Linked DNA regions of Mus musculus: all the other regions are linked to region 1. The links are chromatin contacts, called in public HiCAR-type and promoter capture Hi-C maps. All regions are on one chromosome and are shown on one strand. The core of a region is the stretch at or near the end of the contact, and the rest is flanking DNA. Distances in the headings are between cores, read along the strand shown.

Region 1 (4,903 bases), core at 1,388-3,887:
GCACGGGCCTGCTTCTGCCTCTGGAGTCCTGGGATTAAAGGTGTACACCACCACCTGGCTCTGACCACAATATTTAGACACCCAAAACCAACTGATTTGAGTATTGCTTTTGAATGTTTAGAACTACAGATTGTCTGGCCACACGTCACACTAGCACAGGATTCTGGGGGTTCTAACAGATGATTCTGGGGCATGTTACAGCAGTTCCCTGTAGTCATTACCTATACCTTCAAGCAGCTGAAAGACCAGCAAGGGTGGCCTTCAAGGTCAAGATCTATGAGTTGGGATATTATATAAGCCAAGAATCTATTAGCTGTAAGTAGCAGAAAGTCCAATTCAAACTAGCAAAAGGAGAGCTTTCTCAGAATGAAATGAAGGATCATCTAGATTTAGATACTGTGAAATATAGTTGAAACTCTTTTATATTTATTGTGTGAGTACATATGTACGTGCAAATTTGTGTGTATGCCTATGTGTGGAGGTTGTGTTAATCCAAAAGATGGGAGGAGAATTAAAGCAGGCTTTTTTGTTTGTTTATAAAGGCTGCCTCTCCCCAAGGCAGAGTTTGAGATTGGATGTGAGGAAAAATAAGGCTTTCATAGCTCAGGGGTAGGGAATTTCCAGATGGGGGATTTGATGGGCAAAATATGTGGAGTTATAGGACCAGAGCAAACAAGTCAGCCCTCATGATCTCTTGAAACAAAGACATGGTTGCAAGATGGGAGTAACAAGGTAGTCATAGTCATAACAAGGTGGTCATATAATCTTTTGAAACAAGATGGTTATAAACAATTCTTTGAAACAAAGACATGACTGCCATTCCTGGAACAGGCAGTACTGAACTATTTGTAGTTAAGATTACAGGTGAGTCATAGCCCAATCCTTGAAAAACAGAAGTTTAATCATAAATAGGAATGGACCTCCTTTGTCTTTATGATAAGATGGCTTTTAAGCCTAAGATGGTTGCAGGCTGGATCTTCATTCCCTGCTTGTCTTCTGTGTCCCTGTGAAATCTTTGGTAAGGTCTTAGCATTCTTTATCTGGGTGAAAACAAAATTTGGAGCATATCAAATGATGAAATCATAAATTATACCTGTTTGGTTAGCATAGATAAAACCAATATTTTAAGGCCACATAATCTTGGTATGCCAATAAGTTCTTTAAGTACTTATTTTGTCTCCTTTGCCAGGGAGTTAGTTCCATTAGACCTAATATTCCGACCCTTTGTTGAGAACAAGAGATGTATTCTCCTCTAAACCTACTTCCTGCAAAAATTAGGATGCCACTGTTAGAGCCCAGTAAGGCTGGGGTATTACCCAAAGGCCAGGGTGGGCTAGGGTAGTGAGGTATTCATCCGAAGCTGGTTTGCTGACCCAGATGAAGAGACAGGAAGTATCACATCGACTAGACTGATTTATATCAACTTTCAGCAAGTCCAGGACTTTTTGGTTTTGTTTGTGGAGCTGTTGTGGTGTAGATCGCCTCTGGAGCAGTTTATAGTCCCTAGATTGGGATCTGACAGAACCAGAAACCAGATGTCACCAAAAAAAAAAACATTAAAAGTTTCTATGACTTACCAGAGGATGCCTCCATAAAATAAATACATATGTTTTTAAGGTGTTGGTGGGTTGGTTTTTGATCCTGCTGTCCAACAAACTGGAGGTGTGTGCTTTCTCCAAGGTGTGCACCCCTAAGGTACAATTCCTCAGTCCCAGAGGGCCAGAGGGCAGGATCCAGCTTCTGAATTTCTGAATTCAGCCTAAGATGGAGGCAGATTGGTTCAGCTGGACACGTGGTCTTTGGGAACGTGGTCTCTATGGTCTCTGTCTACCTCTTTTAATACAAGGTTTCTCACTGGCCTGGAGCTCACTGAATAGGCTAGACTGACTGTGTTCCTATCCTCAGCACTGGGGTTACAGGTCTGCACCAGCAACCCTGGCAGTTTTATTTTATGTGAATGAGTGTTCTGTCTATGTATCCATCTGTACACCGAGTATATGATTCCCTGGAACTGGAGGTAACAGATAGTTGTGAACTGCCGTGTGGGTGTGGGAATTGAACTCAGGAAGAGCAGCCAGTGCTTTTAACACCCGAGCCATCTTTCCAGCCCATTAAGTTTTTATTCTTTAAAGTACTGAAGGTATTCAAGCAAAACTCACAAGAGCCCCATACATACATATATGACTTTTTTCTTTTTGTTTGTTTGAGACAGGGGTTATCTTCCCTTGCTGCTCTGGAACTCGCTCTGTAGACTACACCAGGGCTGGGATTAAAGTCGTGCGCCACCACTCCCCTCTCTATTTCCATATATTTAATATATACGTATTCGTGGAAGAGTGGGCTTTCACGCAGGCTAGTGTTAATACTGACTCTTCCAAGAAGGAGCTCGGAACCTAGGGCCACTTACAGACGTTTCCTTGGTTCCACAGGTACAAGGCCTACTCACAGCTATCGTCCTTACAGGGCAATTAGTTAGGTGTGCGCAAGTAAAGCATCTCTGAGTGAGCTCGTCAGTAGCTGGTGGGCCCGTTATTACTGCGGCGTCTCCGAGGCGGAGAAACGCAGAGGAAAACCGGGAGTAGCCAACAGGACGCGCCTTCCGCCGCAGCTGCATCCGGGGGTCTGTGGCCTCCGGACTTCCGGTCCCTCCGCCTAGCTGCCCCGCTTCAGGGATGTGAGCGCCTCGCGCAAATAGGGCGGGGCGTGCCGTGCGGTGCGGTGCGCGTGCGCAGGAGCCACGAGAGGGACGAAGCCGAACCTCTGAACCGCCGCCAGGTCCGCTCCGGCTCCACGCCGCCCGTCGCGCCGCCACCCGCGTCCTTTTCCTCCTCCTCCGCCAACGCCGCCGCCGCCGCCGCCGCCATGGGAGTGCAGGTGGAGACCATCTCTCCTGGAGACGGTGAGTAGACACCCGCCGCCCGTTTCCCGGCCGCCGCTCGCAGCCACTCACCTGCAGTCTTGTCTCTCCTCAGGGCGCACCTTCCCAAAGCGCGGCCAGACCTGCGTGGTGCACTACACGGGTGAGTCGGACCGGCCGGGTGGGGCCGGGCGGGAGGGGCGGCGGCTGGGGAGTCGGGGCGTGGTGGCCGCGTGGCCGGCGGCCGAGGCCTGGGCGGTGGCCATGCCCCGAGGGACAGGCTGGGCCCGCCGCGCCGAACGGGACATGGGGTTGGCGCAGTCTCGTCCGCCCTGAACGGTGTGCGGCCCCGGATGCCGCAGGGAGCCTACTGTCCAACCGTAGAAACTGAGGCTGGGGCGAACTCATCGCCTGGCGGAGGTCACACGCTCCCGGCCAGGGACCCTTCGGGAAGATTTGAACCGTTTCTGAACCCCGATGGCTTGATGCCTTCTTCGTGCGTCGGGATTCTTCCTTCAGTAGATAGAAGGGGAGAAAATTCCTAGTCTGCCCAGCCACCCTTTCCCAGGGAAACCCTTGAATTCACCTTTCTGGGGCGGGTGGGAAACGACCCACTTGCGAAGTCATTATTGTGGCTTCACGTGCCCTCTCAGAAATAGATAATGCAATGTCTATTTCTCTTTGACCCACTTGCAAATCTCAGCCTCCATGGCAGTGATTTCCAGACCAAAGGATGTATACCATAACATTTTCCTTTCCCCTTTCTGGGAGTAGAGACTTTCTCACCCCCATTTTTAAAGATAAAGGAAACTGGGGGGTCGTGAATGCAGTGCACAGTAACTAAGTCAAAGGAGATTTTAAAGACGCGCATACTCAGCCAGAATTGAAGCATCAAGACTGCTGGCCCTGGGACCATTTTTTACTCCATGCCCTTACAAGGTCTTCCTGGGTTGGGGAGGGGGAGGGGGAGCTGACTGTGCCTTCATAGCTAGGCAGAGTGGTGTAGCCACAGCTGATATGAATCGGCTTCCCTCCCCCTCCTTCCCTTTCCCACCCTTTCCTTTGTCCCCCTCCCCATCCTTCCTCTGTTTCGTCTGCTTCTCCCTGCTCCCCTCCACTGTCACCACCCCCACCTTTTTTTTTTTTTCCTGCCTGATCTGGCCAAGCTGTTCTGGCTCAAGTTGCCTTTCTCTCCCTAATCAGGGGAGGATCCCGATCTTGAGGGAAATGACTTACAGGGAAGGGAAGACAAGACAGCCCGCTCACATCCTCCTCTCTGTGCCCCCTTACTTCTATGACTTCTTGAGTAGAGAAGCGGGCAGGAGATGGCAGAAGTTAAGGACTAGGACCTTTAAAAAGCTGCCAATGGAAGGAATATTGAAATACATCTTGGCAAGAACAGACTCTTCTCATGGACCAAATCGCAGTAGCTGTTGTGGTAAGACCAATCAGCACCTTAGTTTGGGAGGGCTAATAGAGGAACAGTCATCCGTTTAGTCACCTCTGAAAGCAAGTTGAAAAAGGATGCTGTTGCTTTTTAAAAAACAAACATGTGTTTAAGGCAGTTTTAATAGAGTTCCTCATTTGTGACCCCCCCCCCACTGTGAGATTATTTTCGTTGCTGGTTCATAACTAACTAATTTTGCTATTGTTATGGATCATAGTGTAAATATCTGTTTTCAGTGGTCTTAGGCAACCCTTGTGAAAGGGTCTTTGGACCCCCGATGGAGTTGCAACCCACAGGTTGAGAATGTGGGCACGTGGGCAGTTCCCTGCCTTCCTACAGCCCTCTTTAGCTTGGTTTGTGGCAGCCCTACCACAGTGCCTGGTTATATCTGTGTACGTCCCAGGCTGCCCATCATCCTTGCCTGCCTATGCTTCACTGCTGCTGAAAGCCAGGTACCGGCGTGTAGGCAGAAACAGTTTACTATGCTTCGTGGTGAACTGTTCCTATAAAGTGTCTGGAGCCTTTTCCTTAAAAAAATAAAAAATAAAAAAATCACCCCCCCTCCCAAACCAGATGACTATGGGACCCAGAACTCCTAA
Region 2 (4,903 bases), core at 1,218-3,717, 970 kb before region 1:
TCACAGTATAGGTCCAGTTCTCTGGGGGCTTCTTGTAAGAGGATCCCAGAAAAGGCTCATCTCCAGGAACCTGCTTGAATACAGTCCCCCTCCCCCTAGGACAAGCCTTTACCAAAGGGGGTTTATCGTATCATAATGGTCATGGAAGGGTCAGTATCCAGGAAGACCAGATAAACAGGATGCTCCCTAATGTAGGCTCAGTACCCAGAAGACTTCTATACTTACTTCATGGAAGGAAGGACAAGCACACTGAGGGCTGCGCTCATGCTGGAAACAGTGAGGACCAGTAACAATGCTGTTGAACTTACATTGCTCCTAGGGCAGACCCAATATCAAGAGGGTTATCCACGTATGTCCTCAAGGCTAGCCCATTACCTATGGGAACTGCCTCATTGCTGAATTCAGGTACCTTATCCTGGGAGCCACTAGCACACTGAACTCCATGTTAGGCCCCAGTACCCAGGGGGCCAGCTGAGAACTGTCCACCAGAGTATTGACTGGTACTTGTGAGCCCATCTGCATGCTTTTCAGGTTAGAGTCAATACCCAGGTGGCCATGTGCACAATGCATCCAATGGAAGGCCCAGTATCCAAAGGAACAATTCCAGGCTAGTCTACTTAAAGCCCAGTACCATGGGGTACCTCATACATTTGCCACTTCAAGCCCTGTGCCACAATCTGGCTTGAGGACAAGGGCAGTACCTCAAAGACCACTTGCACTCTGCAACCTATGCATGTGTAGCTCCAGCAAGTAGGAGATGACCCACCCTGGCCAAAATGCATCCTTAGTACCCAGGGGCTGTCTACATGCTGACCTAAGGACAGGCACAGTCCTTAGGTACCTCAGGGACTTCACCACAGCTGACCTTAACTCATGCTCAGAACCCAGGATTAGCCCACTGAGGACACCACCTCTTTCACTGAGAATTCAGGCGCTCAATACCCCTGCTTCCCTGGAATCTTCCATTCCAACGTACAGGATCCCATTCTTTTGCAAGCAGTGTTCTCACTCCCAAAGCTTCCTGAAAAGCTGGACTTCAACGTCTCTCCGGATAACTGGAGGATGGGACTCTGCATTTTATTTTCAACAATCTCAAGAACTATACAAGATGAGGTTCTCCTTAGGGACTCCGCAGAAGCTTTCAGACTTTATGTAGCACAGAGGCGGGGAATTCAAATCCCTGAATTATCTTTGTACTGCACCACACTGGCCTGAAGACCAAGCAGCCAGCCTAGCTCCATCTCCTGCTCCCACCTAGACTACTGATGCTCTGGTTACTGCTAGAAATACAACACGTGGATTATGTTCTGACTCCCAACCTCTCAGTGGATGTTTGAAACTGAAGCGGGCACTACTCTATCCCATTTATACTGAAGACATTGTGTCCCAGACCCTAGCAGCCAAAAATAAGGATCCCAAGATCAAACAGGAAAGGACCATGGGGGGTTGTCATAACAGCTACTACTTACTGAATACTACCTGCAGCACCCAGAAACCTATTGGGACCTCAGATTACATAGTTTGTCCATGTCCCGCAGACCCTATCTGCCCTGTTTGGAATTTAGTAGGATCCAGCACAATTCACCTGGCTCAGACCCCCTCCACCGCTGCCCCGAGCATCCAGGATCTGACTATATCTGTATGTCAGGCAGCCTGGGAGGCCCATGTGTCTCCTGGGGGCAAGTAAGACCCCAGGCATCCTTCCACACTACCTTCCTAGCCTAGTTCTGAGAGACGAATATACCTCTCCACACTGAAGCCGATTACAGCTTGCTTTCCTCCTACCCTGAGCCTTTATGCAAAAGAAACTCCAATGTTTCACAAGTCCCCAGAGGTAACTGAGGTGCATGGGCTGTTCCTAGTCTAATGACAGCAAAGCCTAGATTCAGATTCAGATAACTGGGTATAGGTACCCACTCCAAACCATGGGCTGAAAGTAGAGGCATGGCCAGAATCAGACCTCTGTCTACGTAATTTCATCTCCTTAGAAGGCTTTGAGCCCAGAGTGGGCCATGATCAGTATCTCAGCTCTCACGGTGCTGAGCTCCTGTTTGAGGCACAGAAGCCACGTGCCAATGCTCCTCCCAAGGACTTTGGAAAGTATGAATAGCTTTCCTGCAGATAACCCCTCAGACCCGGACAGCATAGTTTCTTGTCTCTTGAAGGGGGCTATTCTGAATACTAGAATGCAGGAGGGGAGAGAGTCTATAAATGTAGAAGGACAGTCAAGTGACTACTTTTGAAAATCCCCTGGTTTCTTCACATCAGCATCCCCCGTGTGTGGTGAATGGTAGGAAACTGCCTCCTCCCACCCTGGGAAGGAGAGAGGGTGCTGCGCTCGTGGGTCTCACTTCTCTCCCCCTGCCTCCCCCTGCAAATGATCACAGCTTGGAAACTTCTTTAAAGGAAGTGGTTGCTCTTGTGGCCCCAAGTCCTGAAGATGAAGCGCTTCTGGTTAAAATGATTCAGCAAGAAACCACGCCCCACTGAAGCTACCCCACCATGCCCTGGTCCTGGAGCTGTACTTGCCGAGCACTTGGCCCACTACATGCTCCCTGCATTTCCCCAGCCATGTGGCTGGCCATTCTGCTTGCCCTCTGCTGCCTAACTTCTGACACCCATGGGGCACGCCCCCCAGGTAAGAGAAGGGTCATCTGGCCCCATCCCAGAGTACTGTTCTGACCACCTTCTAGTAGTAGAAGTATGGGGACCCTGGCCTGTTAGTCTTGCATCTTTCTTAGGACACTCTTGGAACCCTGAGAAAGACCCTGGCAAGGGGCTGGGGATCCTGGCAGCAGCTACTTCTAAGCAGAATAGACATCAGGGATCAAGCATAACAGCAGCCACAGGGATAAAGAGAACAACTTCTGTTCTCTTCTGTTCAAGGGCCTCACTCAGTCTATATCTGACAGCTTTACTTTTCTAACTGACTTTACTGCAGAGACCCCAGTAAGATAAGTATTGTGCAAGTCAGCATGCTAGTGGCCAGTGAGGGGTGGCAGTCGCCTGTGTTGGAAAGCTGAGATGCAACCAGGCTAGCTAACTTGCTAACCATCAGCCATGAGTGCCTGTTTCCCTACAGAGAGCTGGAAGATGTCTGCCCCAGCAAGCAGATTCAGCACATAGATAAAGTTTGAGGGCCCTGCCTCTAACTGACAAAAAAGCTGATAACTGACCATCTCCCAGTAGATGAAGACAGCGCTTATGCATAAGGCTTTTGTCATTCTTCCTCCTTAAAGCAGGCTGGGTCTGGTCACTGGGAGGCAGTGAAAGGGAATACCCAAGAGACACCAAGGACATAGAATCCCCCTTCACAGCAATTAGGTGCAAAGAAGTAAGTGTAGAGACACAGTAGGGCATAGCCTCCAAATCCAAGACCCAAGTAGATGCTGTGAATGGGGCACTGTGGAGACAGGGCAGTAATGGGTAGGGGAGCTTCTGTTCTGAGGATGAGGATGGACCACAGCAGCTCGGGGGGGGGGGGTCATTGGCAAAGAGGTAGTTAACTGGTAAAAGAGGAGACAGCACTAAGCACGGGCCAGGCCACAGACCTTGCCTCTCCATGCCCTGCTCCCTGTGGCCTTAGTGCTCACTAGGAGGCCCTTCCTGGCCTACCTACGATTCCTCTGCCCCAGTTGTCCAGAGAGAAGCTTGGGCAGAAGCTGGTGTTCATGCTGCAAAGCCCTCTTGGCCTATGTGAGAGATCTGGGGAAGACATTGGTACTGGCTATCTCACCGATCCTAGGGTTTCGGTTTTTTATACTCGGTGTTTTGACGATGCTGTGTTTGCCTCCTCTGAGGCCTAATTCAACAGAGTGGCCACATCTACCACATTATAGTTAACACCACAGGACAGCTGTTGGGGGAGATATTGGAGGACTGTCAGTTCCCTGTCTCTACCACGTTAACTTCCCCCAAATTTGTGAGCTGAAAGGAATCTTCTCCATTCACCTGCCCTCAACAGCTTCTCTGAGCCACCCCCTTCAGGCCTCTCTGCCCAGACCCAAATAAACACCACCCTCACACTGGAACCTGGGAATACTACAAGCCCCATATACACCATCTGAGAAGTTTGGAACTTCCTTCAGCCTGCCCTTTGAGATGCCAGTAACTGGTTCTTACCTGAATGTCTTAGAGAAAGTAGCTCAGTGATGATCTCACAAAGTGCTTATAGGCCTGGGGTACTCCCAACAGTGCCCACCATTGCCTGCAAGTCAATGGCCAGGCCTTTGCTCTGCTGTGCTAATGAACCACATCTCTACCCACTATGGTACCTCCCTTCCTGATGCTTCCATTAAGGCCTCCGATGCAAAATGGGGTACTCTCAAGCTCCTCTCAGACAGCTGGGAACCTTGACCTCTAATGGTTCATATTCATTCATATTCATATTCTCATTCTCTTTCCCTCTTCCCTCCCTCCGTTCCTCCCTCCTTGCTCTCTCCCTCCCTCCTCCCTACTTCCTGTGGAATTCTGGAATCCTCTGTGAGCCAAGGCAAAGCAACAAGGATACTGATTGTGTCTGATCTGAGCATATGGCATAGCTCTGTGCCTAGGAGTTAAACTGCCCCAAGCAGTATCCCCAATCTTCAGAATTTAGGAAATTGCCACATTCATTGTCTCTGCCTCTTAGCTGTTGGTGAGAATGGGGAGCCTTCTTTCTCAATGTGTCACTTCTTCCACAAAGGTTCCCTGCCGGTGGTCACCGTTTGCCTCATCGCCTGCCCCTTTCCAGTAGGACTTGCAGAGGAGGCTTGTTTGCTTAGGCAAGAAACCTGCAGCCATGTAGCCACCTGCTCTGCATAGCAAGGGCTAAGGGCATAACTAGGCCTGGGTATACTGGATTCCCACAGAAAGTTCTAAAAGCTGTTATAGGTTGGGTCTAGGCCTGAATGGACCACTGACC
Region 3 (4,903 bases), core at 933-3,432, 930 kb before region 1:
AGAGAAATCTAGTAATGTTTTAAGTCAGTTTAAGATTTTGTGTTAGGTTTGCAAGTTTTAGCAAGTCTAAAATTTATTCTAACATTGTTTGTTTATACTTTTTTCAGATTCCATGCTTTCTTTTTCTTTAATTTTCTACACTGAAAATCAAGTCCAGGACCTTGGATGTATTAGGTAAATGTCCAACCTCTGAACTCCCAACTTTCAGATTTCTTCACAAAACTTTCCTGATTCATATTCAATCCTCTACCCTCACAGTAGTCAAGAAGATAGTTGGACAAACTATTAGAGATGACTACAAGAAAAAAAATACAGGAGAACTGCTGAAAACGACAAACAGGAATGTTATCACTGTAAGTATAGAAAGGTGGCTATAACTCACTTTAAAAGCAGCCATTTCACCGGGCGGTGGTGGTGCATGCCTTTAGTCCCAGCACTTGGGAGGCAGAGGCAGGCGAATTTCTGAGTTCGAGGCCAGCCTGGTCTACAAAGTGAGTTCCAGGACAGCCAGGGCTATACAGGGAAACCCTGTCTCAAAAAACAAAAAACAAACAAACAAACAAACAAAAAAACCCAACCATTACAGATCACTAAAGATAAAATAACAAACATGTTGACAAACAGCAAATATGTTTACAAATGGCAAAGTCAAAACAGTGTAAGCACAAATGTAAGACATTGGAAAAGATCAGATGGAAAGAGACAGTTTGGTGTCTAATTTGTAGTCATTAAGGAAGAAATCCAACAGAGAACCTTAAAAAAAAAAGATAAATATGCCCCTTTGCCTGTGGGTCACAAGTATCACAGAAGCTGTTCTAAATATCAGGCCAATCTATCAAGAGTCCCCGGGTACCCAGGCTTCAAAACACTTTTCTTCTCCAAGTGCCCAGATAGGGCTCTCCACAGCTCCACCCTTTCCTAGTTCTCCTAGTTCCTGCAGTTAGGTTTGGCCACTCCTTGCTTATCCATTAAAAGACTCACCAACCATTAGCAATTAATTAGCAATACCCACAACAAGCAGGGTGAGCAATTTGTCATAATCTACCCACATTTAGCAAGGTGAGTCCTAGTTAATGAGATCTCAAGGCTACCTAGGATGGCTGGTCTCCCTAATCAAGATCCATACTAGTTAGTACCTTCCTGTTCTTTTACAAACTCCTCTTTCCAAAGCCAAAACATGTTTGTATGTTTATCTTATTACCATTAGTCAAACCGATCATCAGAAGCAAAAACTGTCTCTCATCTAGTATGCACCACATCCCTTCATCACATTGCTGGTGACCAAAGAAATATTTCTAATATTTCTATCATATAAGTTAATTCCACAACTTTGAGGCTGATCTAGATATTCAAAGTACAAAATTCTGGTCACCAAGTTGAAAAGTCAATTTTAAATGTCTTCTAGTACGGTTTAAGGAGCATGCTTCATATGTGGGCTAATAGTGCATTTTGAAAGTCAGAAAGACTGGGGCCCAAAAAAAATTTTTCTTTTTAAGGATTTACTGTCAGTAACTACTGTCCCTATTACAAAAACCTGCAAGGCCGAATTCTCAGAAACACTGCCAACAATGTCAGTCGGTTCTCTACTCCACGCTGAGGAGTACAGACTGCGCGGCGTCAATAGATGCAGGAGGAGGACCTTCGCAGAAAGGAAACCCAGCATCTTTTCTGACTTCTCTTTAAGGAAAGTGAATAACAAGGAACGCGAAAGAATCGGCTGACGGCAGTGGTCAGGTGGCTGTCCCAGGAGTATCAGAGGTTCCAACAAGGACAAGTCGGGAAGATGCGTGCAACTAAAGAAAGGCAAAAGGCGTTGGCTCCAGCGGCTGGGTGGCAAGAAGGGACAGAAAAGGTCCACAGCAGCGTGAGGGAGGACAACCAGGTCCACGCAAGGCCTCGCCCCGCAGATTGTCCTGTCAGCCCGAACCCGGCTCCTGGGTCCAAGCCGGGATAATGAGGAGGGTTCTCTCCCGTGGGATGATCCCAGCCCAGGTCCTGCCTACCTGCCCTCCTTGACCTCCGGGACCTGGCCATCGTCCGTGACGACCTGCGGCCGCAGGGGCCGACGCTGCCGCAGCCCGTCCGCTTCGCTCATTCTGCCGCCTCTCCACTGACACCTCCAACAGCGCCTTGACACTCAGCAACGCGGGTTTCAGAACTACTCCCTGGCGCGAGGAAATGACGTAAACTTAGCGCCGGAGCTGCAATGCAGGCCCCGCCCCCTTTTGGAGATTGGCACAGCAGTAAGGCTCCACCCCCTGGCCCCAGCCTACAGCTGCAGGCAAATGGTGAGGGGGTCCCTCCCTCAGTGAGCCGAGTCTGGATAGTGAGGCTGTAGCGGGTCTTCCTCAAGTCCGAGTGCTGGGCGGTGAAGTCTGCAGTAACAAGCTTGCAAAGAGAAGATGCCACTGATTCTTAACGAAATGTGTTCAATGCAGTAATCCCCGCCTGAACTGTTATCTTTTCTGAAAAGATTCCGCTAAAGTTCAAAATGTGTCCTTTTGGTTAAGATCAGATTTTGACTGCTAGATCGTCAAGTGGTTATACAATAGACATTTGATAAATTTTCTAAAGGGAGTTACCTAAAGACAGGCCCAAGTAGAAAAGACTGCTAATAGCAAAACTTTAGGAATCATGAAGCAACCACCAGGTAGTGCTTCCACGGTATTACAGCGAGTCGGACATACTCCAGGAGGTGAAGTGAGCAGACTGCAGGCAAATCCCTCCTTTCTGGAACTAATGAGAGCCATGACTTCAATACATGTAAATTTTAATACAGTGGTGATTTTAAAGAGAGAAACTTGGTCTAGTGGAAGCATTTAGCCGGTGAAGGAATGTGGGGGTAGGATTGGAAGAGAAAGGGCGGACAGGAGAATTTCAGGCAGCAATAACCAAGTAGGGCATTGGGAAGGATCTCTAGGATATAGGTGCTGGATTTTGTACCTCACTTGGGATTTTACAGAAGCAAACATGCCATTATCTTTTCGGCACTAGATGGCGATAGAATGCCACCTCAATGTTCTTTTTCCTCTCGCTTGAGGGAAGTGGAGATTTCTTAACACAGTTCTGTAGGGATCTCAGGTTATATATAATCCAAGGCTTGGCAACATGGTACTTGATTCCATCATTGAAGACAGACATTATAAAGATAATATCGTGGGTAATTGTAACAACTGCTGTGTGGGTCTGGCGCCTACCTGGAGACCTGAATGGCTTCCCCTTCTGATTGCATGTCTCTGACTTTGTCATGTTACTCCTTGTTTCCTTGTGATACGTTTTTTTTTCTACCTCCACCTAAACCACTTTTATCATCCAGAATCCATCTCAAGAGTCATTGCTGAAAATCTCTCATTAACTCTCCAGAGTATCCCCGTCTGTGGGAGGCTCTGTGAACATTCCTGAGCTGTCACAAGTAGCCAGTTACATCCAGTGCCTGTTACATGGATTATGCGTATCCTATGCCCAGTGTGAAACACATGGGCCAAAACAACCCGGAACACACACACGAAGAATAAAAAAGAGTTGAATACACTGAACTTCCTACATAAAAGGAATTCACCAGACGACCTGTGAGCTCCTCAGTTATGGAAGACTGTTCATGAAATTCAGGGCTAAAGTTAGAAATGGTCTTGGAACGGATCGGTTAGAGTTTGTAAACTAGGAAAGTGTCTGGAAGAGCCAGTGGCCATATCTCTAAAACAAATAAGTCCACAGGGAATTGCTGGGAGATACACTCATGGCCTTATCTTGAAGCACATGAGTCTGAATAAGCTGGGGTTAGAATAGGCTGAGCTTCGATCATTTGTGTTATGCAATATGACTTAGGGGTTTTCTGTTTGCAAGTCACGGTAAAGTCCATTCTGCTTGTTGTATGTGGTCTTAGTGCTCTCTTGTCCCACATCACCCTCCAGCCCTGCAGCCAATCAGCATTACTGTCTCATTGTACCAACTGTTTGCACAAAGAGAAATGGGACTGCCATGCAAGGTTAGCTCAGGTTTCCCAACCTCAGCACTGATAACATTTGGGGCGAGATAATCCTTTGTTGTAGAGGTAAAGTGGCAGTTGTCATGAGTATAGGATATTTTGCACCACCCCTGGGGCCTTTACCCTTTAAATGTCAGTAGCACCCCACCTAGTTTAGTGCTAAAGTTAATCTGGAACACCAAAAATTTGTGAAAAATTTGGTCCTCAGCATGGGTGATACTGGAAGGTAATGGCATTTGTAAGGAGTTGGCCCTACTGGGACACTGGAGGCATGCCTTTGATGAGGGTATGGGAGTTAATCCCTTTTCTCTTTTACTTTTCCCATTTCTCCACATTGGAGTAGCAATTGCTCACCACATACCCCCACCATAATGTACCACCACAGACCCAAAGCAGCCAACTGATCATAGGTTAAAGCCTTTACAATCCTGAGTCACCGTAAACCTTCTATAAATTGATTGCCTCAGTATTTATTATAATGACAAGAGATTAGAAACAAATAATATTTTTTTAATATCTTGAAACATTGCCCAAATGTCCTGCAAGGGACAAAAGGGCCCTTGACTGGGAACCACTGGGTGAGACTACTACACATCCTGGGACTTACGATGCAGCTCACTTTCGCTGAAACGCTCGTCTACACAGACGACATTTATCACAACAAAAATGGGGCCATCCCAGCATGGAAAAAGAAGCACATGATATTATGCAGTCATCTCCCAATGTGGTAAATTAGACAAAATAGAAACAAACCTGAATTTAGTCTTAAGCTTTACCCTCTAATCCCATACTGATTCAATTCTTTATACAGATACTTCCCAAATGCCTGTCAGGTCCTAAGGGTTGTTACAAAACAAAGGTCCTCAGATGTGTCTATATTCATGGTTGTAAATGGGGAGGGAAGATAGAAAACATAGA
Region 4 (4,903 bases), core at 1,411-3,910, 870 kb before region 1:
GTGAAATGCAATGAAGTAAGAATTAAGACCTCAGTGTAGCCCAAAAGACCCAGCTGAAACCACCAAACTGTGCTGTGTGTGCTGTGCCAAGCACCTGCAGGGCCTGTCAATCACAGCTGGAAGACACCCAGCCACGGGGTTTCTAAACCTAAGAGTCTAGAGTGGGCCCCCGAATTTGCATCTCTAAAAGCTTCCTGGTCCAGCAGCATTGGTCTGGACCTTTGAAAAGCATTAGCCTGAAGATCACTGGAAGGATAATAGTGCCACTCAAATTTTTGGAACAAGTTGTCATTATCACACATAAACAGATCAGGCCTAAACAGCCCAATGACTTAACAACTCTCTAAGTGGCTCCCAGAGCAGCTGCAGTCGGTCTGTTCCCTGTTCACACTGTAACCCCTGGAGGTTGCAGAAACGGGCAAAGGGCAAAGATGCTGCTGACAGATAGGAAGCCAGACATTTGGAGAAGCTGCTTTCTTGCATGTCAGTTTGGCGAAGTTCAAACTCTGTCTGGCTCACACAGCTCTAATAGTAGAAGAATAGAGGCCAGAGAATTCCTAGAAGACCACACCCAAGCCTCACCATAAGGCTGATACCACTTCTTATCAGCTACAAGCTTGGTCGTCCCAGCGGCCTTGACCTCTTAAGGGAGGAGAGGTTTCCAAAGAAGCCGCACACTTTCTGCCCCCTTCCTTCTGCAAACTGCTATACTCACTTGAAGGACACTTTCTGCAAACGCAAGAACTTCTTAACCCAAGTTGAAGAATTTGCTGACTCAAGTCTAAAGGCAACACTTATCTAGTAAAAGACTCATTTAGATTAAACTTGTCAAGTGATATAATATACGGGGGAAAAATGACTTGTCCAAAGTTTCTTTAAAGTTTTGTGCTTTAAAAAAAGAACAGGGGGCTGGCAAGATGGCTCAGTGGTTAAGAGCGCTGACTGCTCTTTCGAAGTTCCCGAGTTCAAATCCCAGCAACCACATGGTGGCTCACAACCATCCGTAATGAAATCTGATGCCCTCTTCTGGAGTATCTGAAGACAGCTACAGTGTACTTACATATAATAAATAAATAAATAAATAAATAAATAAATAAATAAATAAATAAAAACAGACCCTATAATTTCTGAATATATTAAATCAGAACTGCTACAGCTTATTGATCACCAGTAAGCCTGGACAGGTTACTGTATCCCCACCCCCAGCACTGCGGTACAGACAGCATAAGAGGTGAGTATTGCTTTCTCATTTTACAAATGGGGCGATTGAGACGCACCAAAGCTGAAGAGGTAGTGAAACTGCAGACACCAGATTCCACCTCTAACTTTGGTCCTTAAACAAAGCATCACCTGCCACCTCGTCTTAAAGACCTTCAGTTCGTCCCTTACGCATCTCTGACCCATCCAACCCTCGCTCCCATCCCACAGGAATGCAAAAGTTCCCAACCCTCTGCTGTGCACCAGAGACACAGCCTGTCTGTCCAGCCCCTCTCAGTCCAACCCCTCCTTCAGTTCTCGGCTCCTCCGTGTGTTTCCCTGCCTCCACCCTCAGCAGAATCCGGGCTCATCAGAAAACTGACAGCTAGAGTGACTGATGTGTCTCGTTTAGAGATCAAGGGGGAGGCTGGTACATAGTCCAAGCTGGCTTTGAGTTCAGCTCCTCTTGACTCAGACTCCGGAGAGCTGAAGTTACACCTGCCTTTGACACTGTAGACGTTTGTTTTTGGGGTGCAGTTCTTAGACCGAGAACTTCCTGCCCACATACCCCAACCGGAGGAGATAAGCAGTTCCCTCCCAGGGGCTGACACTTTCTTCTTCCTGCACCCACCAAGCTCTGTTTACACTGCAAGGTTTGTCCTCAGGGGAGCCTCGAGCCCTAGCACCTGCAGTTGCCGATAGCAACCTATGTACTTTGCGTTTACCCTGCTGATCTGGGGGCCCTGAGTCAGAAAAGCCTGGACTCTTGGAGCATGGGCTCTCTCCATCTAGGCCTATCTGGGGTCCTAAGCTTTGTGTCTGAAGACAAAGCCCCCTAGAATCTGTGTTAGGGTAGAACACTCTGAGGTTAAACCGGGTATCCCCAGTTTCCCGCTAGAGACAGCGCTGCAGACTTGGGAGGGTAACTGCTGCTTCGCCAGCTGCAGTCTCTAGATCCGGTGGAATACAGAACAAAGTGACGTGACCCAAGGATTAGGGTGGGTGGTGAAGCATTCTGGAGAAAAGAGCCAAGGCCTGGGGGCAGCTGCTACTGACTGGAGCCTCCCGAGTCTCGGCGAAAATGAGCTGGACCCAGCAAGGCACTCACCAGACACATTCAACTGGCCTCCCAGGAACCAGCCGATCTTGCCCGTCCTGAAGTCACAGTCCCAGACAGTATGGTAAGGAGTGTCCCAAACTAGTGTGTCACGGGCCAGCGGCCCCCAGAAGGCGGCCGGCTCCTGGGCTGCCTGAGCGCTCAACGCGGGGTACGAGCCTGGTTGCGCTGCTGCAGGAACGCAGCCCGGGAGTCGGGTGGCGGTCGAGCGGGACACGCTCAGTGACCACCCCGATTGTCCAGAGCGCCCTTGCAGGCCACGCAGCAGTCGCCCCACACCGCTGCCGAGGCTGCGCGCCGCCATCTCGCCCGACGCCCCACGCGGGTGCGGTAGCCTGAGCGCCCCTAAGAGTCTCCACGGCCCCGCCCCGGCTCCGCCCCCGCGGCCACCACCCACTACTTCTCTCCCGGAGAAGCAGCTTCCTTGAGCCTGCCCCTTCCCACCTCTTCCCTCCTGGACAGGGACTCCGGGAGGTGGGTAGAACTAGGTTTTGTTGTGCGCCCAGTCCGGGGCTAGCCCGCGCTCTCGGCTTCAGTTTCCTGGGTTTCTGCGATCTCTTTTTACAGACCAAATAACTTTCTGGCTGGCGACAGAAGCTGCAAGTACACGGTTGGCCCAGCCTCCGGACCTGGGACACAGGCAGCGCTCTGAGATAAGATTGGGAACGCGTCTAAGTGGTCATAAGAGCGAAGCAGCTCACAGATGGTGTGGATGAACCGTCAGTTGGTTCAGCATACCATAGATTGAAGTCAAAGCTTTCCTCCTTAGGAGACCTTCTGAGAGTAAAGCCCTCTCCCAATGGTGTGGGCCTGTACAACCATGCCACACACACATAAATCACCCGCAGCGGGCTAAAGGGCTGATGAGCAACCCTGGGGGCCTTCAAACAGGAAAGGAGGTGCTATGAAGGCCTGAGTCCAGTAACAATATTTTGGTTACCAGCTGCTGACCTCTGCCAGGGCAGGTACCACTTCCTTGGGACCCTTTGCTGATTCCAGGTGGTGGGAAGCTATGGGAAAGAATAAATCAATGTCCATATCACATTGGGCCTCGTTGACCATCAGCTCCGTCATGAAGTTCAAGTTTTTGTTACTGAATAATCAAGAGTAAAAAGAAATGTGTCTCTACCAAATACTTAAGAAGTGAATAAATAATAAAAAAAATAAACACTAGAGGTCGGAGACTTTGGAAAACTGGTTTGTGGAGTTCTTCGGGCTGGCAAAGACTTTTTCCTGTTGGCAATGACAGCTGTAGATAGGTAGTTTCCTTGGAGGGGATACTGTGGGCAAGCTGCTGAGGAGGAAGGCGGTGCCAACAACTAGCACAGGCATATGTCCTGCCCTCAGCCAAGCACTTGTCCTTAATTCAAAAGTTAGGCAAGTGGGCACAGTGGTGCACATCTGGGGTCCCAGCTATTCACGAGTCCAAGGCAAAAAGATCACACCCTGGAGACCATGAGTTTGAGAGTAGCCTGAACAACATTGCTAGTCTCCACCTTAAGAAACCAAATCAAACCAAAAGCTAGGCTAGGGCCAGAAACAAAACAATGGAACACAGAAGGTTACATAGTGCTCGAATAAATAAGGAAGCACTCAAGCTAATAAAAAGAGACTTATAAAAGAGCACATTTTAGTTGAACACATAAAGCTATAGGTAAGAGAAAGGGCAGACTCTGCCAGGTGGTCTGAGAGATACCCACCAACACTTCCTCCTCCAGTGTGTACTCGGCATTTCCTGCTCCACCAAGACCAGGAGACTGAGCTGGAGGTGTGGAAGCTGAGTTGGGGGTGTGGCTCAGAGACAAAACACCTGCCTAGCATGCACAGGCCCTGAGTTCTACTGTCAGCATGCATAACCCTCTAAAAGGATGAAGATCCAGGCTAGCTGACCTCCTAGCTTTACTCCAGAGGACATGGCAGAAGTGATACTTTGACAGGCTGGCTAGATGCCAAGGCTGTGTTGAGGAAACCCTGTGTGCTGCTTCTTTTTTTTTTGGTTGGTTGGTTCCCAGCTGCCATGGTGTGAGGGAGTTGGTCCTGCCTTCTGGGGGCAAAGAACCCACAGAGAGACTGAGTTGCACCAGCCCACAACCAGGAACAGCTCTGGACAGATGTGCATCCACCTTGGCTGCTCTATACCAGGTATGGAGCCTCACCCTCAGCACAAAAGGCCTTTCTAGTGATTTGCGAGGTTGGAAGAAGTCTCAGATAATCTTAACTTTATTACTCAGCTGTAGCTAGCTGGCACAAAAACTACTCCTAAAATGTGAGGCCTTCCCTTTGCCAGTTCCTACACCTCATCCCCTGCACGCGTTGTCTTCTCTCTCCTTGTCTTCAAAGTGCTGGAGTTCTCAATCCTCCACTTTCCCCTCCAGGTCCCCTTGTCTTTCAAGCTGGAACCTGGAACCAGAACGTTTCCTCCAGTTTCAGCCCATATTCAAATGTTAGGTTTTGCTTTTGTTTTTTTGAGACAGTGCCAGCCTCAGACTTGAATGACCTTGAACTTTTAATCCTCCGCCCTACCTGCACTTCTTGTGTATCACGCAGATGTGTCACCATACTTTCTATATGGGATGTTGGGAACCAAAC
Region 5 (4,903 bases), core at 905-3,404, 760 kb before region 1:
AGCCAGTGTTGAGATTACAGGCATGGCTAGCTCTTTGGAAACCTGTAGTCTGTTCCCCTGGACTGTGGAAGTGTCATGAGGGCACATACACTGAGAAGACTTCTGAACTGCCAAATCACTCTCAAGGAGGTTCCATTAATCAGAGTCCCCAGCCTCCAGCCTAGCAGGAGCCCCACAGCCCTGCCATCAGGGGCTGAAATTTGATCTTGCTGACTTGAGAATCCCAAGGAAAAAGTGTGGAATGAATTCCAAATCAGAGCAAGAGTAGGGGAAAACATTCCAGTGTGTTGTCTCCCAAGAAGTCTGCCACTGAGTAGAGGTTGAGGTAAATTAACTTTGGAATCATCAAACCAGGAACAACTTAATTTGCCTTTTCTAGAACTGGCACTGGAATGCAGGGTATCCATTGTGCAAACCACACTATTACTGAGCTACACCTCCAGTCCTACACCTGGACTTTTATGACATCCCCTGTGGCAACCTTTATCTCCATAAGCAGGACCGTCTGCATCCCCATCAGCTAACCTAAAGAGGCAAATGAAGGCAAGTCACTGACCTCACTATGTGGGGAAAGCGTCTCCACAACAAGGGAAGGCAGTTCTTCTGGGGCCAAGGGAGTTTACAGGAGGCAGCACTGTATATCGATGACCAGAGGGTCTCATCCCAGAGCTCCCTGGGAAAGAGTGCCAAGCGGCAGCTTTGAAAGCTGCTCCCCACATATGGTGAAGGGTTATGTGTCTCTGTCAGAGAGGCTGATCTCTAGCTATAGGGTATTCCTTCAAAAACTATATATATTCATGTATGAATGTATGTCTGTATAATTTTATGATAGCTTGGTGTCTGGTTATGTAGGAGTCAATTGGATTAAAGTTTTACTTAGGTAGGTTGAGTCCTGCCTTGTTAAAAAAAAAAAAAAAAAAAAAAAACCACCCACCCTTTATCTGGAAAACAAACATTTGCCAAAACTGCCTGAAGGGAAGGTTGTCACAGAGGACTAAGGTCATGCTGAACCTCCTCTTACAGTTTGCTAAGAGAAAAGTTCTTTTACAGTCCAAGACTACTGTTATTTGCAATTCCTGTATGCCTTTTTATTGCTACCTGCCTGATACATATTATTGAAATTATAATGTATTCTTATATAAAACCATTTGTTTCTGCAATTTATGTTGCTGTAAACACTCCTAACTAAACTCCCTTAATGATTAAGGGATTCAGAGACCACTCTGAGATGGTCCCCTAGGCAGGCAGTGTTGCCTCCTGACCTATAAACGGTAAGAAATTTGGGCTGGCCTAAACCCTTTCAGAACCTCAGCTTGCTTCCCTGCTCACCAATGAAATGTTTCTCCTTCTTCTCCTTGTGCATGGCTGACTTCTTTCTGGATGGAATTTTTCTTTAACAACCAGAAAGGTTGTGATTGATAGTAGCCTCTGCCCATCCTTGGAGAGAATGCTGTATACTTAATTTGCAGCAGATTTTTTGTGTTTGTCACTGCAGCCTAGACTGGCGATTTGTATTTTGAGGAGTTCCATGCAGTTTGTTCTCCAGAGCTGAAGTGGTGTCATGGAGGCACAAACATTGATATGACTTATGAATTTTTAGTTTTTGCACAAACAACGTTTTTTTCTTGCGTGTGTTTTCAGAACCACCTGTCAGCTTGGCGACGAGTCCCAGCAGGTATTGGGGGCTGTCTGTCAAGCGTGTGCACACTTCTCTGAACGTTTAACAGAGCTCAGCTACACCTGAGCACCCAATGCAGTCCTAAAAAGGGCATCTGGTGATTCTGTGCAGAGCCAGTCCCTGCAGCCCCGGAAACTCCAGGAAGTCCCTGAATGGCAAGAGTTTGCCTTCCAGTGTGGCAGGCGCAGCCACTGGTTCGGTTTCTACTTTTGCCTCATAAAAGTGGTAAATCTTAGGTATGGGGAAGCTGCAGTCCGGTTTTTCCAGCCCCAGACACACCAGTAAAGGAATAAACCATTTCCCCTCGAGCGTCCACGTTCTCTTCCCGGCTGAAACAGCCTGATTGACGGGCTCTTTCTCCGAGGCTCCGCCTCCAGATCAGCCCACGCCCATCCACAGGGCCCGGCCCTCTCGCAAAGCGCAGGCGCAATCCGTATGAGCCGGCCTCCGCTGCAGTCCTTGGCGCCAGAGACACCGCAGCATCCCAGCGCTAGAGTCTTCTCTGCTCGCTCCAGGGCCGTACCCTGTCCTCTGCCTCTTCTGGCGCCATGGCGAAGCCGTTGACGGACAGTGAGAGGCAGAAGCAGATCAGCGTGCGTGGCATCGCGGGGCTGGGCGACGTGGCCGAGGTGCGGAAGAGCTTCAACAGACACCTGCATTTCACGCTGGTCAAGGACCGCAATGTGGCCACGCCCCGCGACTACTTCTTCGCTCTGGCACACACAGTTCGCGACCACCTAGTGGGCCGCTGGATCCGCACGCAGCAGCATTACTATGAGCGGGACCCCAAGGTGAGCAGCCCGCCCTCCCTGGGAGGGAGACCGAGCCCAGGGCAGGGCGGGTCCCGCCCCCCCCCCCCTCCCAAGTATCGCCCACGGGCCTGGTCCCTGTTGCACCACGGTCACCTGCGACCAATGAAGAGACAGTAGAGTTATGCATCCTCCTTCGAAGGACCGGTGCATACCCTCTCTTTCGGGTTTCGTTTTAATTGAGACCCATCCCCCTGCTCCCCGGCCCGCAGTCCCCAGTCCCTAAGTATGGCTTTGAGTGGCCCCTTGTCTTCCACCGCAGTCAGTCCCCCACCGGTACGTTGTCTGGAATCTGGCTGTATGGAGCCAGGCCTCTGCCCACGGCGGAGTTGCGCATCCCAGAGAAGTGCTCTAGGGGTCTGCTCTTGCCGGCGGATTTTCCGGCTGTTTTCCAGCTGTGGACTTCCGAGATGGCTTCAGAGTTCATGCTTCCTCTACTCCCCCACTCCCCTCCCCCTTTTGTTTTTCTGCAGCCCCGAGCGAAGAAGATGGGGGACTGGAACTAGATCCGGTAGTTTTATGAGTCGGAAAGGGGTGAGATCAGTAATCTGCAGGGAATTGCCCCGCCCCGTGCTCCCCACCCTACCCCCTACTCCGAGACTGATGAGAAGAAAATCACTTGTAATGCCTGCCTGAAACAGGAGAGGGTCCGAAACTCAAAGATGGAATCCTCGTGGGGAAGGCTGCCTTTGAGGTTTCCACCTTGACAAAACTTGTTAGCAAGTTGCTTTAGAAGTTGTAGCATTTTTTCTGTTTTGCAAACCTTTATTCTTAGTAGGAAAACAAAATACACTGAACGGAGCCTTTGACAGTTCTCACCACCCCAACCCCCAAAACTTCTCAGCTCTGTCTGCTGGACTGCTAACTCTGTGCAATTAAGCTGGCTTCAAACCCACGGAAACCCACCAGCCTCTGCCTCCAGAGTGCTGGGATTATTAAGGCGTGTGCCAGCTCCACCAGGTCCCCCAGTCCTCCTTATTCTGTTCCGTTTATGTTTCCAGGTAATTGCTGTTCCTAAATACACAGGTATGCATATTTGTATGCTGCACAATTTTGTGGCTTTTATTTCATCCGAAACCATTTGTGGCTTCACTCATAAACAGGGCTCTGGGTCAGTAATACATACTGGTGCTTTTAAGCTTATGCAGGTATCATATTTTTACACATCCCCTGTTGCAAGAATTTCTCTCTCTCTCTCTCTCTCTCTCTCTCTCTCTCTCTCTCTCTCTCTCTCTGCATTTGGTATGGAGAATTCTGCCTATCTTGTATTAAGACAGAGTGAAAACTAGCAAGGAAAAAACTCTTGCCTATCTGGGGCCAGTTAGTGATGATCTGATTTGCCATAGAAATCTGGGCACCCAGCTGGGCGGTGGTGGCGCACGCCTTTAATCCCCACACTTGGGAGGCAGAGACAGGCAGATTTCTGAGTTCAAGACCAGCCTGGTCTACAGAGTGAGTTCCAGGACAGCCAGGGCTATACAGAGGAACCCTGTCTTGAAAAACAAACAAACAAACAAAAAAAGCCAAAAAAACCAAACCAAACAAACATACAAAAAAGAAATCTGGGCACCCAACAGCTGTCTTAGTGACAGAGCTTTTTAGAGTAATTTTTTTATAGGGCATTAAAGTATATTTGATAATTGCTAAGAGTAAAAATTAATTGCTTTCCAAACTCATTCTGGGGCTTTTTCCCTTCCTGAAATAAAGATGCTGAGGACAGGCTGTTAGAATGCTAGTTGGGCTTCTTCATAGTTAGTATGCAAGGCAGCTTCTAAAGAAGTGGCCCCAAATGGCTAAAACAGGTTATTGCAACAAGGGCTTGGGATCACTGCCAGGGAAACTGGCCAGGAGCAGCGGCTCCCCCAGAATGCCTTGTTAGTAGAAGAGCTGTGTTGCTCAGATTCACTGGTGTTGTTCAAATAGTGGATGACAAGGGATCCAGCTTTGCCTGCAGTTCAAGGTCATTTCTCAGGAGTTGGAGGACACTGTAGGACTCCTGTTGTGGTGAGTCCAGAGATTAAGGAAATGACTCTCTGGGCAGCAATCTACCCAACAGGTACGATGGTGTGTTCCTGTAGACTCAGCTGCCCCAGAGTTTGAGGTACCCTTGGCACAATCCCCTGTCTCATTTAGGAGACAGGAGAGATAGCCCAGCATAGCCCAGCTTTGGGTGTTTGATACCCTGGTTTTCAGTGTTTGTCTGAGTAACTGATGCTGACAGTCAGCCAGTTCACCTCTCTGCACCATGTGAAGAATGTACTTCCAACAAACCACGTCAGAGCCATCCCAGGCTCTGGCAGTGAGTGCCTGGGGGATGTGACCCTGCTTGGCTCAGGCTGGAAGCAGGATGGCCTGTTTGATACAGCAGTGCTTTTATTAGTTCTCCTTTTACAGATATGCAACTTCACACGCATGC
Region 6 (4,903 bases), core at 1,682-4,181, 530 kb before region 1:
AGGAAAGGGAGAGCATGCTCCATCCAGCCTTTGGGAAACAAGAAGCCTCATGTGCTCTCTCCATCACTTAAATCTTACTAGAGACAAGGGGAAGTGCCGTGCTAGACATAGGATCCATGAACGGAGATTTACTCCACACGGCTCATCAGTTCCTTAAAGACCTCTGTTGGTTCAAACAGAACTGTCAGAATCCAGTAGGCTCAGGGTCACCCAGGAGGATGGGGGTTGGAGGAGCCAAGCCTGCTACTGAGGTCACCTTCCAACAGCTCCAGGGAGAGTCCAATCCAAAGTTTTGGCCTCCTGCTGTGAGTAACAAAATTTCTGGCACGGAGCCTGAATTTCTAATTCATTATTGAAGCCAAGGACTGAGTTAAACCCAAACCCAGAGTCACGGACACTCAATTACTGATAAGCAGAAAAGTAAGAAAGCAAAGCATACAAAAGGAAACTCTTCCAGGCCAGGAATCTTCCAGTTCAGGTGTGAGGCCAGCACACTGCCCCAAATTTTATATCCTGCTTTCGGATCGTTACTCAGCCAGGCAAAGGAGAGGTAGCTAACAGCTGCCTAGCCATGACATTACTCAAGGGCAGGTATCCACTTTAGGAAGGAGGCACAAATGTCACATGGATTATCTTGAAAATTTAGAGAGGACCACCCATCAAATAACATCCAAACCCCAAAGTTTACCATGAGAATTCTGCTGCCATTCCTAAAGATGCAAATTCTAAGAAATTTATACCTAGCTGTCAGCAAATGACCACAGCCCATTATGTCCTAGCATGGACCTAGCATGTCTTCAAATCGCAACATAAAATGAGTTCAAGAAAAGCCCATTTTCTATTAGCTTATATTAGTTTTTAAAAGGTAAATCCTAACTTTTTCTTTATAGAGTGTTCTTTTTTTCTAAGTCAGTATTGTTACATCTTATCTGAAGTTCCAGTTTTTGGAGAAAGCTTACTACTTTCTCACACTGAAAAAAAGACGCAGTATCCTCCGATTCTTACCGAATCTCCATTTTATGTAACAGAGTTCCTACTTTTCTTTACCTTATGAAGACGGGTGTTGCTAATGATGGGGATACACACTATGAAGTGTCATTCAGCAATTCCGTTACTGCACTCATATCACCATGTGCGCATATACTAACCTAGAAAGAGTTTATCACCTGAGTGGCCTCGCAACACAGTTAACAAGCTCCATATACGTGAGATGCGTGAGGTTGCTGCTGGCATAGCAGAGCATATTGCCTTACAGCAAGCAATCTAAATAGCAACACTAAGACCCTGGCCGAAGCATAGTCTTCTACATAAACAAGTAAGAGACGCTTCTCCTTCTTATTGTTACTGGGCTGGGGATGTGCTTCAGCAGGAGGCTGGCATATCTGAGACCATGGGCTCCATTCTCAGAAACCCCAAGAGTAAATACCATGCACTACACCTAACGGGATGCAATAACTCTTATAAAGCTAGATTAGACTGTTGACATCAGAGATTCATTACAAGGTTACAGGGATGACACCCCTAATGGGAATTTTTCAGTTCCTATTAGGACCACCTTCACATATGTGGTTTGTCTTCCATCAAAACATTAGTGTCTGGCAACTGACTACAGACTAGTTTGATCTGTAGTCGTCTAAGCCACTAACAGATAACATAAAATGAACAGTAGAGGCAAGCTGGCTGCTGCCCTAACTGCCCTAACTCCACAGGCACGTTCCTTCTCATTCGCGCCTGTTCTTGCACACAGTAGTTCATAAACTGACCAACCTTCTTCCCTCTTTTTCTTTTCTCCCACACACCCCTGCTTTAAAAGCAGTAAATCCATAGTCAAGAACCTGGAAATCTCAGGCAAACACCATCTTCACGGTCCCTCTCTGCTACCTGCCTTGCGCATCAAGTGAACTTCTGCAAGGGCCATTTCTGGACCTCCTTCCTGGTTCTAAAAGTCGGCTAAATGTTGTAGAGGAGAGAGAAGGCATCACTCTTTTCTTCCACCCCCATATAACGAGCTACAGAGAGCGCCTGACAATTTAGGTATTTAAGAAACTTTAAGTTGGTCTCCCATCGTGCAATTTGTTGCCTGAGACAGCTAGAGCCCAAACACCAGGTCACTGCTTCTCAATTACCGATGGACCAGCCTCGCAAGTGCACAACAAAGTAGCAGAATGGTGCGCAGGCAGGGACGACCTTGACACAGAAGCAACAGGCTTCTCCGCCCCAGAGAGAGGTGTCCCAGTTTTCAACAACTAAGTGCAAACTGATAATACAACCAGAGATCGCAAGGACGACTTCACCAGTCACAGGAGGGACCGACGCGCGGCAACAACGCCAATAGGTGCTCTCAATCAAGCATGGTCCCTGGCTTTCCCAGGGGCACTGAGAAGGGGGCTCAGACACAGGCTGGGGTCGCCTCCCGATCCGGTTCCCCTCGTCAAAAGAGGACGAAGGCGGGAAGCACGGCGGGCCCAGGCATCCCGCTCTCTGAGTACGTCAAAATTTGGGGCGGCAGCTGCACCCCACTAGCACGCTGAGTTCGGTGCGGACCACCGTTCCCGGTCCGAGTGCGCCGCAGAGCAGTGAGACTCTGGTGTGGCTTTCTGAGCGCGCGCCTGCATCGCAAGCATCGGCTCCGCTGTGTACCGGCCGCTGCACGAGGATGCGGATCCCTTCGGCCCGGCTCGGCCCTCCTCGGCCCAGCTCGGCCCCCCTCGGCTCCGCTCGGCTCGGCTCCCCTCCCCTCAGCCCTCTCCCACGCCCTACTCACCTGGGGAGTGGGAGGCTCGGCTCTCTGAACGCTGAGTTCAGGATGCGGGCTCCGGCAGCCCGGTGCAAAGCGAGCCGGGTAGGACACCCCAGCGCGCGTCCCTCGGCCGCTCTTTGTGTCTGCCGGCCGCGCTCCCCTGGGCTCCCAAGGCCTCTGGGCGCCGCCCCCTCGTTCTCGCGGGGCCTCCCCAGGGAAGGGGCGGGGCTCCTTGGGGGCGGGGCTTGGACGGGCGGGGCGAGGAGGCAGGCGGAGCTGGGCCAGGGGCCTAGCTGGTATGGAAGAGGAGGATGCAGGATGACTTCAAGGCTCTGGGAGACAGGGTGTTAAAAACAAACAAACAAACAAAAAACTAACAACAACTAAACTAAAAAATAAGAGACTCAAGTACTTTCAAGTGGAAGAATTCCACAGAGTGGTAGGCAGCCAGGAACCAGTAAAAAGCCCATACTGTACTCTGATGAACCATATACTTGGGCTGTATCCCTTTTCATGTGTCATAACTTGCCCCAACCAGTGATGGACATGACATGCCTACACCCTGTGGCAGAGGTGTAGCTGTGGGGCATATAACCAGGGCCCTGCTTCCCTCTAGATTATAACCTGAGGTTCCCAAAGTGTGGTATGCCATAGTCGCCACTGTGCAGAGTGTATTTTATCAGGACCAGGGAGATGGCTCAGTTTGTAAAAGCACTTGCCTTGCTAGCCTGATGACCTAAATTCAATCCCAGAACACATGTAAAGGTGATAGGAGGTGCTGGAGAAATGGCTCAGCAGTGAAGAACACTGGCTGTTCTTCCTGAGGACCCATGTTCAATTCTGAGCACCCACAGGGCAGCTCACAATTATCTGTAACTCTAGTTCCAAGGGATCCAGTGTTGACTTCTCCTCAGACACCAAGAGTGCATGTGTTGCATAGATATACATAGAGGCAAAGCACCCATACATATAATTAAAAAAAAAAAACCTTAGAAAAATCAACTCCACAGAGCTTTCCTCTGACTACACACACACACACACACACACACACACACACACACACACACACTGAGACACATGCCGTTCTGAACACAGACATATAAGCATCATGCACACACACATTCACACAATAAGTTTTAGAAATATTTTTAAAGACTATATATTCTCTAAATCTCCTTATACTCTGGGTTTTCCATGTACTGTTAGAGAATGAACTTAGAGTTAGATGATGAGATTCACAGGGCCATTCACTGGATGTTGGACTTTGTGCCACCCAGTTACACAATCTGGGAGATCTTCACTTTGTTCATCTGTGAAATGGAGATGTGAAAGACACTTTTTGCAGGGACATGAACTAATTGATCCAGCCAAACCAGCAACCCAAATTAGCCATCACAGCAGTGGCTCCTAGCCAGAGAGGAGCGGGGCGGGGCATGTTACTCCATCCCCCCCCCCCCCCCGACCTATAGCAAATAGCTGAGGTAAGAATAAAGAAGGGGGAATAGGGTTTCTATGGACTTGGAGTTTTAGAGATTTCAACCCAGGGTCAATTTATCTTTGTTGCTTCTGAGCTTGTGGCAAGTCACCACATCAGAGCTGGAATGAGAGTCAGAGACAGAGAGAGAGACAGGGGCTGCCAGATTCCCTTTAGGGACACCTCCTCAATGACTAGAAGACCTGATTATAGATTCCAGTCCACACCTCCCAACAGCATCACATTCTGGTGGGTCTTCTTTTTGTGAACGTTTCATTTGTTTGACTTTTAAAGGTTACACACTAACGCACTAATTTCGTTAGTGACACAGGGGTGGTGGTGGAGGAGTGCATGCACTTCATGGAGTGTACCCTTGTACAGCAAGTGCTTTTATCAGCTAAACTGGCTCCCAGGCTCCAGAAGATTGTATGTTTTTAAACGTAATTACTTCCCATCCCCCTCCCCCCAAAAAACCATAAATGGTAGAACACTGTCTCCACCCCATCACTAAAGGAATGGCATTTGGATCAGGTTTCTGAGACTACCTGGTTTCCCAAATAAAGAAAGTTACCTTTCCAGATAGAGATATACATTCTAAATATTCCCAGCAAGGCATTTTGAAGGGCAGATTACACTTGCCTTCCCAACAAGAAAAGCTGCATTGTCATAGGAGGAAATACGACCCTCTT

The links. Promoter capture Hi-C pulls out the DNA fragments that hold promoters and counts their contacts. HiCAR-type assays count read pairs that join an accessible place to other places.
Region 2: a contact with region 1 is called in a promoter capture Hi-C map of the HPC-7 cell line. The contact joins the promoter of Cst7 here to the promoter of Fkbp1a in region 1. A contact is called at or near these places in 9 of 39 promoter capture datasets (the C10 cell line, the HPC-7 cell line, HPC-7-derived erythroid cells and 5 more), 2 of 115 datasets of contacts at active chromatin or transcription factors (CD8 T cells and memory CD8 T cells) and 1 of 9 other capture datasets (liver).
Region 3: a HiCAR-type map of astrocytes shows a contact between it and region 1, with 4 times the contacts expected there. The contact joins the promoter of Apmap here to the promoter of Fkbp1a in region 1. A contact is called at or near these places in 9 of 39 promoter capture datasets (the 3T3-L1 cell line, cranial neural crest, frontonasal cranial neural crest and 6 more), 1 of 484 Hi-C or Micro-C datasets (uterus), 4 of 115 datasets of contacts at active chromatin or transcription factors (astrocytes, embryonic stem cells, pancreatic cancer cells and 1 more) and 4 of 9 other capture datasets (adipose tissue, embryonic stem cells, liver and 1 more).
Region 4: a contact with region 1 is called in a promoter capture Hi-C map of pre-B cells, with 3 times the contacts expected there. The contact joins the promoter of Acss1 here to the promoter of Fkbp1a in region 1. A contact is called at or near these places in 12 of 39 promoter capture datasets (the C10 cell line, the HPC-7 cell line, cranial neural crest and 7 more), 4 of 484 Hi-C or Micro-C datasets (B cells and the G1E-ER4 cell line), 11 of 115 datasets of contacts at active chromatin or transcription factors (bone marrow-derived macrophages, embryonic hindbrain, embryonic stem cells and 7 more) and 3 of 9 other capture datasets (adipose tissue, liver and macrophages).
Region 5: a promoter capture Hi-C map of second pharyngeal arch cranial neural crest shows a contact between it and region 1. The contact joins the promoter of Pygb here to the promoter of Fkbp1a in region 1. A contact is called at or near these places in 7 of 39 promoter capture datasets (the C10 cell line, cranial neural crest, embryonic stem cells and 4 more), 3 of 484 Hi-C or Micro-C datasets (B cells, CD4 T cells and embryonic stem cells), 5 of 115 datasets of contacts at active chromatin or transcription factors (astrocytes, bone marrow-derived macrophages, embryonic stem cells and 2 more) and 2 of 9 other capture datasets (adipose tissue and liver).
Region 6: a contact with region 1 is called in a promoter capture Hi-C map of pre-B cells. The contact joins the promoter of Ninl here to the promoter of Fkbp1a in region 1. A contact is called at or near these places in 2 of 39 promoter capture datasets (cranial neural crest and pre-B cells) and 1 of 115 datasets of contacts at active chromatin or transcription factors (pancreatic cancer cells).

Annotation. Positions count from the first base shown.
Region 1 is chr2:151,539,846-151,544,748 of GRCm38.p6, forward strand. Fkbp1a (FK506 binding protein 1a) reads left to right here and starts at 2,638. Exons shown (of 5, transcript NM_008019.3): 1 at 2,638-2,899; 2 at 2,973-3,020. The coding sequence starts at 2,863. Gm14167 (predicted gene 14167) reads right to left here and starts at 2,626. Exons shown (of 3, transcript NR_166213.1): 1 at 2,408-2,626; 2 at 1,578-1,759; 3 at 881-1,040.
Region 2 is chr2:150,567,948-150,572,850 of GRCm38.p6, forward strand. It overlaps Cst7 (cystatin F (leukocystatin)), which reads left to right and starts at 2,468. Exons shown (of 4, transcript NM_009977.3): 1 at 2,468-2,638. The coding sequence starts at 2,572.
Region 3 is chr2:150,606,385-150,611,287 of GRCm38.p6, forward strand. Apmap (adipocyte plasma membrane associated protein) reads right to left here and starts at 2,183. Exons shown (of 9, transcript NM_027977.3): 1 at 2,004-2,183. The coding sequence starts at 2,095.
Region 4 is chr2:150,665,580-150,670,482 of GRCm38.p6, forward strand. It overlaps Acss1 (acyl-CoA synthetase short-chain family member 1), which reads right to left and starts at 2,661. Exons shown (of 14, transcript NM_080575.2): 1 at 2,306-2,661. The coding sequence starts at 2,618. It overlaps E130215H24Rik (RIKEN cDNA E130215H24 gene), which reads left to right and starts at 1,915. Exons shown (of 2, transcript NR_040331.1): 1 at 1,915-2,378; 2 at 2,882-3,353.
Region 5 is chr2:150,784,642-150,789,544 of GRCm38.p6, forward strand. It overlaps Pygb (brain glycogen phosphorylase), which reads left to right and starts at 2,155. Exons shown (of 20, transcript NM_153781.1): 1 at 2,155-2,469. The coding sequence starts at 2,227. Gm30141 (a long non-coding RNA gene) reads right to left here and starts at 2,111. Exons shown (of 3, transcript XR_375102.4): 1 at 1,330-2,111.
Region 6 is chr2:151,006,467-151,011,369 of GRCm38.p6, forward strand. Ninl (ninein-like) reads right to left here and starts at 2,932. Exons shown (of 24, transcript NM_207204.2): 1 at 2,765-2,932.